Linked DNA regions of Mus musculus: region 1 is linked to region 2. The links are chromatin contacts, called in public Hi-C maps. All regions are on one chromosome and are shown on one strand. The core of a region is the stretch at or near the end of the contact, and the rest is flanking DNA. Distances in the headings are between cores, read along the strand shown. Region 1 has its middle 61 kb from the start of Gm23056. Region 2 has its middle 67 kb from the start of Cxcr4.

What was found. A called contact is a pair of places that touch in the nucleus more often than the background predicts.
Region 1: a contact with region 2 is called in a Hi-C map of the N1E-115 cell line, with 5 times the contacts expected there. The contact joins two enhancer-like sites. A contact is called at or near these places in 3 of 15 datasets of contacts at CTCF or cohesin (CD8 T cells, large pre-B cells and pro-B cells), 22 of 484 Hi-C or Micro-C datasets (B cells, CD4 T cells, the G1E-ER4 cell line and 12 more) and 3 of 115 datasets of contacts at active chromatin or transcription factors (CD8 T cells, the HPC-7 cell line and acute myeloid leukemia).

Annotation. Positions count from the first base shown.
Region 1 is chr1:128,822,838-128,828,003 of GRCm38.p6, forward strand. No RefSeq gene overlaps it. Among named protein-coding and RNA genes, the nearest start is that of Gm23056, 61 kb to the right of the region's middle. Within about 2 kb of position 1,589, at least 64 of the 459 cell types and tissues checked have an H3K27ac peak or open chromatin away from gene starts, as enhancers often do. A contact at or near this core is called in the HPC-7 cell line and the N1E-115 cell line, where this site is marked.
Region 2 is chr1:128,657,034-128,662,210 of GRCm38.p6, forward strand. No RefSeq gene overlaps it. Among named protein-coding and RNA genes, the nearest start is that of Cxcr4, 67 kb to the left of the region's middle. Within about 2 kb of position 3,003, at least 28 of the 459 cell types and tissues checked have an H3K27ac peak or open chromatin away from gene starts, as enhancers often do. A contact at or near this core is called in the HPC-7 cell line and the N1E-115 cell line, where this site is marked.

The sequences.
Region 1 (5,166 bases), core at 339-2,838, 160 kb after region 2:
AACACAAGTTCAATACTCAGAACCTGTGTTAAAATTAAAGCATGGTAGTGTATGCTTGTAAACTCAGTGCTAGGGAAGTGGAGACAGGAAGCTTCTTGGGGGTTCCCTTAGCCAGCTGGTCTACCCTATTTAGCAGGTTCCACAAGAGATCCTCAGGAACATTAAGGTGGGTGGCTTCTAAGAGATGACAGTGGAGGTTGTCCTTCGGCCTCCAGATTTATGTTTATTCATGTACAATGTGCCTACACATACATGGACACACACACGTACACAAGCCTACACATACATGAACATACACATGTACACAAGCCTACACATACATGAACACACACACGTACACAAGCACACCTTCGTATGGAACCCACACGGGCTTTTTTCTTGTTATTATGCCATCAATAATAGAGCATAAGAGTTATGCACACAGCGTACACAACCTATGGTGTGCGTATGTTAGAAACCAGCACAGCTTTCTCATGCCACTGCTACTTCATAAGATTTGCAGCAATAGGTTGGGGTGGTTTGGGTTTGGGGAAGAGCTCTTGGGTGATTCCAGTGATTAGTGGAGTCTGCAAACAGCAGATGTCGTCAACGAGATAAAGGAAAGGCCCATATAACATTCAGGGGTTCTGCAACATGGCCAGTGAAAATGAAAGCAATTATCCAGAGAATCCCAGCACCAAAAAACCTCCTACATTTTTATTGGGATTATGCCTAACTTTCTGAAGCCTCGGGACAGGAAGCCCAAGTGCGTCCACACGCAGCTCCCGTGAGAGACGGCTGAGGTGGCAGTTTGAGCAGAGGGGGTGGCAATTGTGCTTTCTGGATGGTTTTGCTCCCTGTGGCCGTCACCCACTCTGGACATGCTGACAGCTCCCTCATTTCATACATGCTTATAGCTCATTAGTTTTCCAGCCCACAAGCTGTGAGTCTCCACTTTGACATGGAAAACACTGCCTGTTATTTATAGTGTGCCATGTTTGGGCTGGCCATCAGAAAATATATATTGAAACAATTTTCCACTTGTTTAAGTTTCTCCTCTCCTGTGGATTTTAGTCCTCTTTCTTTCTCCTTCCCCATCCCTCTTTCTCTGACAGATTCTCAGTCTGCAGTCTGTGCTGGTGTCAAATGCACAGTCCCTCTGCCTTAGCCTCTTGAATGTGTCCCCATGCCTGGCTCGAAAACTTCAATACATCTTTTAATAATATCTCATTTCAGGTTACTATCACTTGCATTATAACAGCCAGATGTCTTATCCTCATGTTTTGGGGGTCCACAGATTTACTTTTCCGCTGCATTGTTTCCCATACGACCAGTTGGCTCCGTGCTTCCTAACTTAAGTGTGGGAACTTTGGTCCTGCCTTTAGAGACCAAAAGGAATGCTTGCAGCCCCGTTTTGGGTCATTGTTCTAGGCTCTGCATTTGCTAAATGAATTTGTTTAATGCCAAGTTTCCCGGGAGAGAAGCTAGCCTATTTTAGTCCATCAAATTCATCATCTGCTTTTTATTGTCCTTGTGGATATCAGTGGGTTTAGAGGCCAACGACCCAAGTTACTCGAACGTCAATTGAGGACTGCCATCTAGTGGCCGGGCAACCTCTGTAGCTAATGATGTCTGTGGAACAACCTGCCAGAAAGGATCCAATTCTACCTGCTCCCTCGGCAGAGTCTTCTGACAGGCTAGATGCACCTTCCATTTCTGCTCTCTGATTCTTCAAAGTAACTGCCACAATGCCAGGGTAGCGACCTCCCTATGCCTTGAAGGAGGAGAAGTCATTCTCGTTCTGGTTGTAGTTATTTTTGGACCCGCCTTTGGGCAATGGTTTGAGCCAAGTTTTGAGAGGTTTAAAGCAAAAGTTTTAATACTATGCAAGGTAAGACAGAGGCTTGCAGTGGGGGCGGAGTCTCACCTGCCCAGCACTGGTTTTCTTTGATCTTCCTTCCTTCCTTCCTTCCTTTCTTTCTTTCTTTCTTTCTTTCTTTCTTTCTTTCTTTCTTTCTTTCTTTCTTTCTTTTAAAAAACCCTTTTATTTGAAAGATTTGTTTTATTTTTAATTATGTATATGTGTGTGCATCTGCTTGAGTGTGTGCAGATGAGTGACAAAAGAGAATGTCAGGATCCCTGGAGCTGGAGCTACAGGTAGTTGTGAGCTGCCCTTTATGGGTGCTGGAATCTTGGGTCCTTTAAAACAGTGGCACACACATGCATGTGTACACACACACACACACACACACACACTCTTATCTCCGTTGTTGGGCTCTCCTTGGTCTGGAGATGACTCAGACAGGAGTGACTGGCCAGTAAGTCGCAGGCATCCCTCTGTTCCCACTTCCTCAGGGCTGGGAGTACAGATGCATGCCACTGTGTCTGACTTTTCTTTTCTTTTTAAAATGTTTCTGGGAATTAAATTCAGATCCTAAGAGTTAAGTCAAGCACTTTACTGACTGAGTCACCCCCAGTCCCTGGGTGTGGGCTTGCTAAGTGTGACTCCTGCACTAGCAGCATTGATATTGCCTGTGACTTGTTAAGAACTCGCAGCCTCTTGGTCCCGGCTGGATGGGAAACTCTTGGGAAGAAGCCCAGAAATCGGTCGGAGTCTTAGCTGCTCCAGATGAACACTCAGCTTACAGCACTGTGCTGGGGAAAGGAGTCGGCTCTGGGCCCCAGGGTCCGACTCTGGGCAAACGGGAAGTAGATGGTCTCCAGGGTGCATTTGGTTCTCCACAACCCTCCTTCCTCTTCAGGGCCCTTTCCCTGTGCTATTTACCCAACAAACAGCATACCTTTATTAGGCGGATGCTACAAGCAAGCCATTGCTTCCAGTCGTGTAGAGAAGGGAGATGCTCAGAGAAAGGGACAGAGGACTTAGCTGTCATGACTTTGTTTTGTATGTGTTTCCATATGTCCAGGAGCGTGTGGAGGCCAGATGTGGTGACACAAACCTTTAATCCCAGCACTTTGGGGACAGAAGAAAGGAGATCTGTGAGTTTAAGGCCAGCCTGGTTTACATAGTGAGTTCCAGGACAGCCAGGACTAAATAGGAGATCCTGTCTCAAAAAAAAAAAAAAAAATCCAAACTAATTTTTCAAAAAAAATCTTTTGGGGAGTTAGGGGAGGTGTCACGGTGTCCATGCGGAGGTCACAGGACAACTTGTGGGAGTCAGTTCTCTTCACCAGGTGGGTCCTGGGCTTGTCCTCAGTAGCTAGGCTAGGAAAGAAGAGCTTACACCTGCTGAGATCTCACCCGCCCTCTACCTTATTTTGGAGACAAAGTGTTTTACTGACTTGGTGAGACTGGCTGGCCAGGGGTTCCCAGTGTTGGCATTACAATGTGTGGTGCCAGGCCCAGCCTTTTCTGTGGGTGCTGGAGATCTGAACTCAGGACTTTATACTGTCATCCCCCTTTACCCCCCATCCCCGCTCTCCAACAGTTGCCTAGGGGATGCCTCTGCTGCTCCCAGGACTCTGTTTAAAGAGAAGATCAGCAGAAGTGGGGTTTGATGGAGAACGTAGTACAGGTTTTTGGGAGATGAGTGTGGCTTCAGAGCTGCTTGAAACCTTTATAGCCTCCTGCCTGCAGCACTCAGGAGACATGCTTTGTTTTTAATTTTGTTTTGTTTTTTGTTTTGTTTTTCTAAATTGAACTCTAGTCCATTATAAAAAGATTAAAACAACATGCTGCGATTTCACCACCCAAAGGTTAGGCAATTCAAAAGCCAAGAGTCGACGTGTGCTTATTGAAAGGCCTTGGGGAAAACTGTCAATAGTTCTGGAAAGTTTGGCTGCCCGTTCAAAGACCTGTTTCATGCTCTGCATCAACCTGCCTGGATCAATACGGCCCGTATGTCGGCCAGCACATTTGCCTCTTGTTTAATTTGCCATTTATAAGTTTGGTCGGTCCAATGTGTCTAAGCAATTACAATGCAGAGAATAAATAAGCACGGCGGCCAATCAAACTGGATTTGCGGCACAATTAGACATCAAGTGCCCACAGAGCCGGGCATAGCACTCCACTCGCAGATGAGAATACAAATGTTTGCTTGTACATCAAATGAAGTCTCTTCTCTCTCCTGAATATAAATGGCTCCTGGATCGATCTTCCAGGCAGGCCCATGTGAGAGAGAGAGAGAAAAAGGCCCTGCTTTGTAAGCCGGAAGTCTCGCAGAGAGATGGTGCAAGGCAGAGGTCCCTACTTTTCTTCCTGTTCCTGTGGCAAAGCACTCTGACTGAAAGCAATTTAGGGGAGGAAAAGGTTTATTTGGGTTCCATGTCACAGTCTATCATGAAGGGAAGGTCCAGGCAGGAACTCAAAGCGACTGGCTGTGTGAGGTCCACAGTCAAGAACAGCGAGAAGTGAATGGACCCTTGCTGCATGTCTCCTTGCGTGTCACCCAGCTAGCTTTCTCTAGAGTCTAGGGTCCCACTGTGAGCGACGAACAGTCAAGACAATCCCTCACAGATGTGTCTACAGACCAACCTGATCTACGTAGTTCGTCAACTGAGACTCTCTTCCCAGGTGACTCTAGGTTGTGACAAGTTAATTAGAACTGTCACAGCAGTCTTGCAGAGTACCAAAGACAACTGTCCCCACCAGATCCTTTGTATATTATTGCATCTCATTTGTTATCTGTAACTCTGGGTCAAAGCAGACATCTTCACAAGTAGCTGGGGAAACAAACAGTCTAAAGGGGCACGGATGCCTCCTGTATAAACTCAGCATCTGTGTTATTTCCAAACCTGTAGTTTCAGAGTGCTGGACTTCCCGGTCAAGAAGGGAACAACTAGGACTAGGGCCAAGCTTAGTGGGAGAACTGGGGTATGTGTATCATGGCTGTGGGTGTGATCTCCATCACAACAAAGCAAACAAAGTGAACCTGTACCCCAGTGGCCTTTATCCTCCATGCTTCTGCTGTTCCTCACGAGTCCGTGATCCCCGCTCTACCACCCCGAGAAGAGCAGCTTTCACTGGCCGGGTGACCAAGCACTGAAGGGTTAGACTCAAAGCTGATGTGGACCTGACAGAACCGTCCCTGCACATTTGAATGGTTAAGATGTGTGTGGACTTCATAAACGGCTGTGCGGAGTGGGCTCTGTGTCAGTGGCTTGTCAGGTGCATGCCCCTAGAGAAACTGCTGTGTGTGTGAATGTGTGTTTGTGTGTATGTGTGTC
Region 2 (5,177 bases), core at 1,753-4,252:
AGAGTAAGACGGTCATTAACAGGTGCTGCAAGCTCACACAGGCAAAGGGCTAATGTCTTTCAGTGTGTCAACATCTGAAGTCCGATGGTAGCAAACGGTGACTGAGGCAAAAGTCTCTCTCAATGAGTCCCTCCTGTCTCCCAGGAATGTCATGCAGTCAGCCTCCTTGCCTGATTTCCACAATTATGAATTCAGCCAGTGCCTTAATAATTAGATAAAAATGACATCTTTACCTAACATGTTTAGCATACTGGACAACAGGTCATAAGAGTACCTTACAGGGCCAGGCGTGGTGGCACACGCCTTTAATCCCAGCACTTGGGAGGCAGAGGCAGGAGGATTTCTGAGTTTGAGGCCAGCCTGGTCTACAGAGTGAGTTCCAGGACAGCCAGGGCTATACAGAGAAACCTAGTCTCGAAAAACCAAAAAAAAAAAAAAAAAAAAAAAAAAGAGTACCTTACAGGTGCATGAAGAGGTGGTTCTGTGGTTAAGAGAGCTTATGGCTCTCAAAGAGTACCAGAGTTTGATTCTCAGAGCCGACACTGGGTGGTTCCTTTCCACCTCCACATATACCTATATTAAAGTTAAAAAAAAAAAAAGAAAATTTTAAAAGAGAGCATTTTCCAGGCTGTGCTCCTTGTGTTTGCTTTATGAACATGTATATCTGATTGTGTCTATGAGAAGGTATATAGAACATATATAAATACTGTATCATGTTAAAGAAGGAACAATTTTACTTTTCTTTCCTTTTGTTTTTCTTTTTGAGACAAGATATTTTAGTTAGTCTTAACTGTCAACTTGGCACAGCTTAGAGTCACCTGAGAAGAGAATCTCAGTTGAAGAGTTGCTCTGATCAGATTGGCCTGTGGGCATGTCTGTGGGGCATTGTCTTGATTGTTAATTGATGTAGGAGAGTCCAGGCCACTGTGGGCAGCACCATTCCCTAGGCAGGTGGTTCCTAACCCTGTAAAAAAGCAGGCTGAGCATAAGCCTGGGAGTGAGCCAGCAAACAATATTGCTCTAGGATTTTTACTTCAGCCACCTGCCCTGACTTCCTTCATGATGGACAGTGACCTGGAAATGGAAGCCGAAATGGATCTTTCCTCTCCTAAGTTGTTTTAGGTCATGGTTTTTTGTCACAGCACGAGAATAAAACAAAGACACAGGCTTTTATGTAGCCTAGGCTGGCCTGAGTTCTTTATCCTTCCGTATCCATCTTACAGTGCTGATGTTACAGGTGAGTGTCTCCACACCCGTTTTATGTGACATGGACATGGAAGTCAGGGCTTCACTTGTGGTAGGCAAACATTCTACCAACTGAATTATGCCCACATTTTACCCATTTTGGAAATGGTTCTAGTACATTCACTCATCATCCTCAAAGAAACCATTTACCATAAGCAACCATTCCCCAGCTTCCCCCTACCTTGTTAGTCTTCCATTCCTGGAAGCCATCCGTGACTGTCGATTCTATAGACATCCTAAATGGGATCACAGTTGTGTCCGTCCTCTTCCATTTACCAAAATGCTTTCAAGGGTCATCCATATCATAGCATATAGAGCACTCCACTCATCTTCATAGCTGAATAACATTCCATTTTAGTGGACATACCACATTTTGTTTACCCATCCATCATCTGACAGATGGTTGGGTTTTTTCATGACTTTTTAAAAATATATACTTTTGTATTGTATATTGCTTCCAGCCACCGGACAAAGTTCTTTTTGTCATGAGGTAGAACTTAGTTAATTAAAATTTGCCTCTGGGTGTATGTAAGGATATGCCATCCCAATATTCATGGAATTGATGCATTCATAATTTGGAGATAAAAGCAGTGGAGAAACGGTATCTGTGGAAAAGGTTCTATGGCTCACCTTTTCCTATGTGTGGCAGGTCATAAAGATTCCAATGGGAGGGGTGCTCCCCTCCTACCAGGTCAGGAAAATAACCCTTATCACCAGAGACTGGTAATTGGGGCTGCAACGGGCCTGAATAAATAAACCCACATGTCAATCTTATCTTCTGTCCAGCTCACATCCCCTCATATATCTTGATGACTCTGCAAGAATTTATATCCCTGGCCACAGATCCCTCTGCCCCACCAGGACTTTAGAAATTTACTCCTCTTTCACTATAAACAGTATAAAAAACCATTTCTCTTTGATCTCTATAGACTTTACTCTCTGTGACGATCTTATTTGTAAGACTTAAAAATTGTATGCTCTCTTTTACTGTTTTGTATCTTGTTACTTTGTTAGATTCAACCAAGGAGTTAAGGAAGTGGGGACTGATGGGACTCCCTCCCTTTCTATTTCTGACTCTGACTCTGTCTCTGTCTCTCTGTCTCTCTCTCTCTCACACACACAGTGATATATGTTTATCATCAGCAGTCCATACAGCAATAAAAGTAAGAAGTAGTATCTTTTATTTTTTCCTAGTGTAGTTTTTGGGGATGGTCTTATATAGCCCAAGCCGGCCTCAAGCTTAACATAGAGTGGAGGAGGACCTTGAACTCCTGATCCCTTGCTTCTACCTCTCAAGGGCTGGAATTACAGGTTTGCACCAACCCATTTAATGCAGTGCTGTGGGGTAGAACTCAGGGCTTCACACATGCCAGGCAAGCGTTCTACCAACGGAACAACATCCCCAGACCCTAGTAGCATAATGTTGAGTTCTGATGAGAAAATGTGGTGATTTGAGAAAGTACCGATTCATCAGATGAAACCGGTTCTAGGCCCCTCCTGTGTGCCTTCATCCCACTAGGAACCTGTGATGAGGCCCACTTGTCTCAGATGTCAACAGCTCAACTGGATGCTCGGCAGCATCAAGGATTCTTCTTGGGAAGCAGGAATAGAATGGAGAGGGATGAGACTCTCTCCAGCAGTCTGTTTCACTCATTACAAAACAGTGGATGGGTTTCAATTAAAATGAGCTCATGGGCTTTTGGAAGCTTGGGCTGCAGCGGGGAGGGTGAGTCACTGGTGCTTCTACAAATGCCCAGGGCTGTTGTTTTGTAGCAGGCTCTGGGCTCTGTTTGCATCTGGGAGGGGGTCTGAGAGTGGGCAGCAGGAGGTGTCATTGAAAATGAATGTTCTCTGTGTGTGATCCAACCCTCCCCCATGCCTGGACTCACAGAAAAGAACCCTTTGGGAACAATGGAGGGAAAGTGTCCAGACTTTAGTTGGTAGTGTTCTTGGAGGCTTCAGCTCTGGGCAGCTTCTTGAACTAGACCCTGGGGTGGGACAGGAGGATGAGATCAAAAGATAGACAGACAGACAGACAGACAGACAGACAGACAGTGTCTGTAGTCTTAGTCCAGCACACTGCCTGGTCAATAGTTTTGGCACACAGGTGGGGCTGAGCTGGTCAGGAGAGGCTCCGCCAGACTGTTCTTGGCTCCTGGGAATAGTTGCTTTACTGTCTTTGGAACATTCAAAGGGGAGGCAGGATGCTGGGCTCACCTCTGGGGAAAAAAAGCTCAATTGAATGGTAGTTGAAATCAACTTGAGATCTGTAAGATTGAGTCAAGTCCTATGACCTTCTTGGGTGGCACTGTGACCATGTGGTCCTCTTGCAGACTCACTCATGGGATGCAGAATTTGAGGCTGACAGACTCAGGCAATGTGTATAGTAGGGCAGTGCTGGACTCTGATGTGCGACTGTCCTGGTGGGTTGGAGACCTGCAAGGTGCCTGTAACTTACTTACTCAGTGTTATACCGGTTGCTTGGATTGGAACCCTCTGGCAAATAAGAAGATAGTCGCAACAGATATCCGTGCCCTTCCCTTTGGCTATTTGACTACCCGAAGCAATGGACCCCAAAGAATTAGAATTTTCCCCAGGAGTCTTATACTGGGAAAAGAGGCCCAACCTGGTGCCAGTCAATCAGGAGCTTGTCTCCCAGGAAGATTTCACACAGTTCTGACAACTTGTCAGACCACCTTGCAGGAAAGACTGGAGCCCAGACAATGATGGCTCAGTGATAGATGGATGGGACCACATCTTGGCCAGGACTGCTTAGTTATGCATACTTTTTGTCCTCTATTTAAATATAAACCTCACATCAGGACCTCGAATACAGACTTGTGGGCAGAGACACTGGGTCTCACTATTCTTTCTCTTTTCAATGTGGCTGCACTGAATGCATCTTTTCCTGCTTTTTGTTTTTATTTGTGTGTTTAATTGGCATATTGAATAGAGGATTTCAAGTCTAGATTACTGGTGTTCCCAAGACCCAGGCTGTGCCTGACAACTTGGGAAACAGGATTTCTAACCCAATGGGGAGGTGTTATGTTTTGGAACTCATGGAAAGCACAATGAGTAGAGTAAAGATCATTAGACTTAGCTCAAGTTCACATTCCAGAGGACCTGAGGTAAATGCCTAATGGTCAGGCCTGAGGCTGAAGGTCAAGTTCCCAGAGCCTAGATTTGAAGGGCAAGAGTTAGGTGTGGGAGAGAGGCAGGGAGAGAAGAAAGAGGGAAAAGGGGATGAGAAAGGGGGGAGAAGAACAGAGAAATGTGAGAGAAGAGAGACATATATAGAGACATTCAAACACAGAGAGAAGAGAGACAGAATGGAAAGACCCATACACATATGCAGAGACACAGTAAGGGGAGAGAGAGATAGAAGACACACAGACTGACACACGCACACAGAAGAGTGCATGTGTGTATCTGTGTGCACATATGTGTGTATGCATGCATATATGTATCTGTATATGTGTATGCCTATCTGTGTGCATATATATGTGTTTATACATGTATATGTGTGCATCTATGCTAGGTATGTTTAGACATTTGAAGCCAAAGTATGGAGCATCAGGCTATGGTCTTTCCTCCTGAGCCCTTCCTTGCTTTGGTACAGATGCTTAGAGGCTAACAGGTGGAAGGTTGCTCTGGCTTTGTTGGGCTGTTTGTAAACTTGCACCTGCTGACAGGTCCATCTGACTCTCTTCCTCCCTTTCCTCCTTGGAGCTGCTGTTCTTCAAGGACTAGGAATGGAGCCTCTAAGGTTGCATTCTGAACTTTCAAAGGCACTAAAATTAATGGAGCAGAGAAATCTACTGAGAGACGTAAGAAGAATTACCAAGACCTTAATAATAAATGTGTGTCAACAGCACTCAGGAAAAAATTTCTCCTTCAAGCCTCTGACTTTCTCGTTCCTAGTTCTAGCCCCT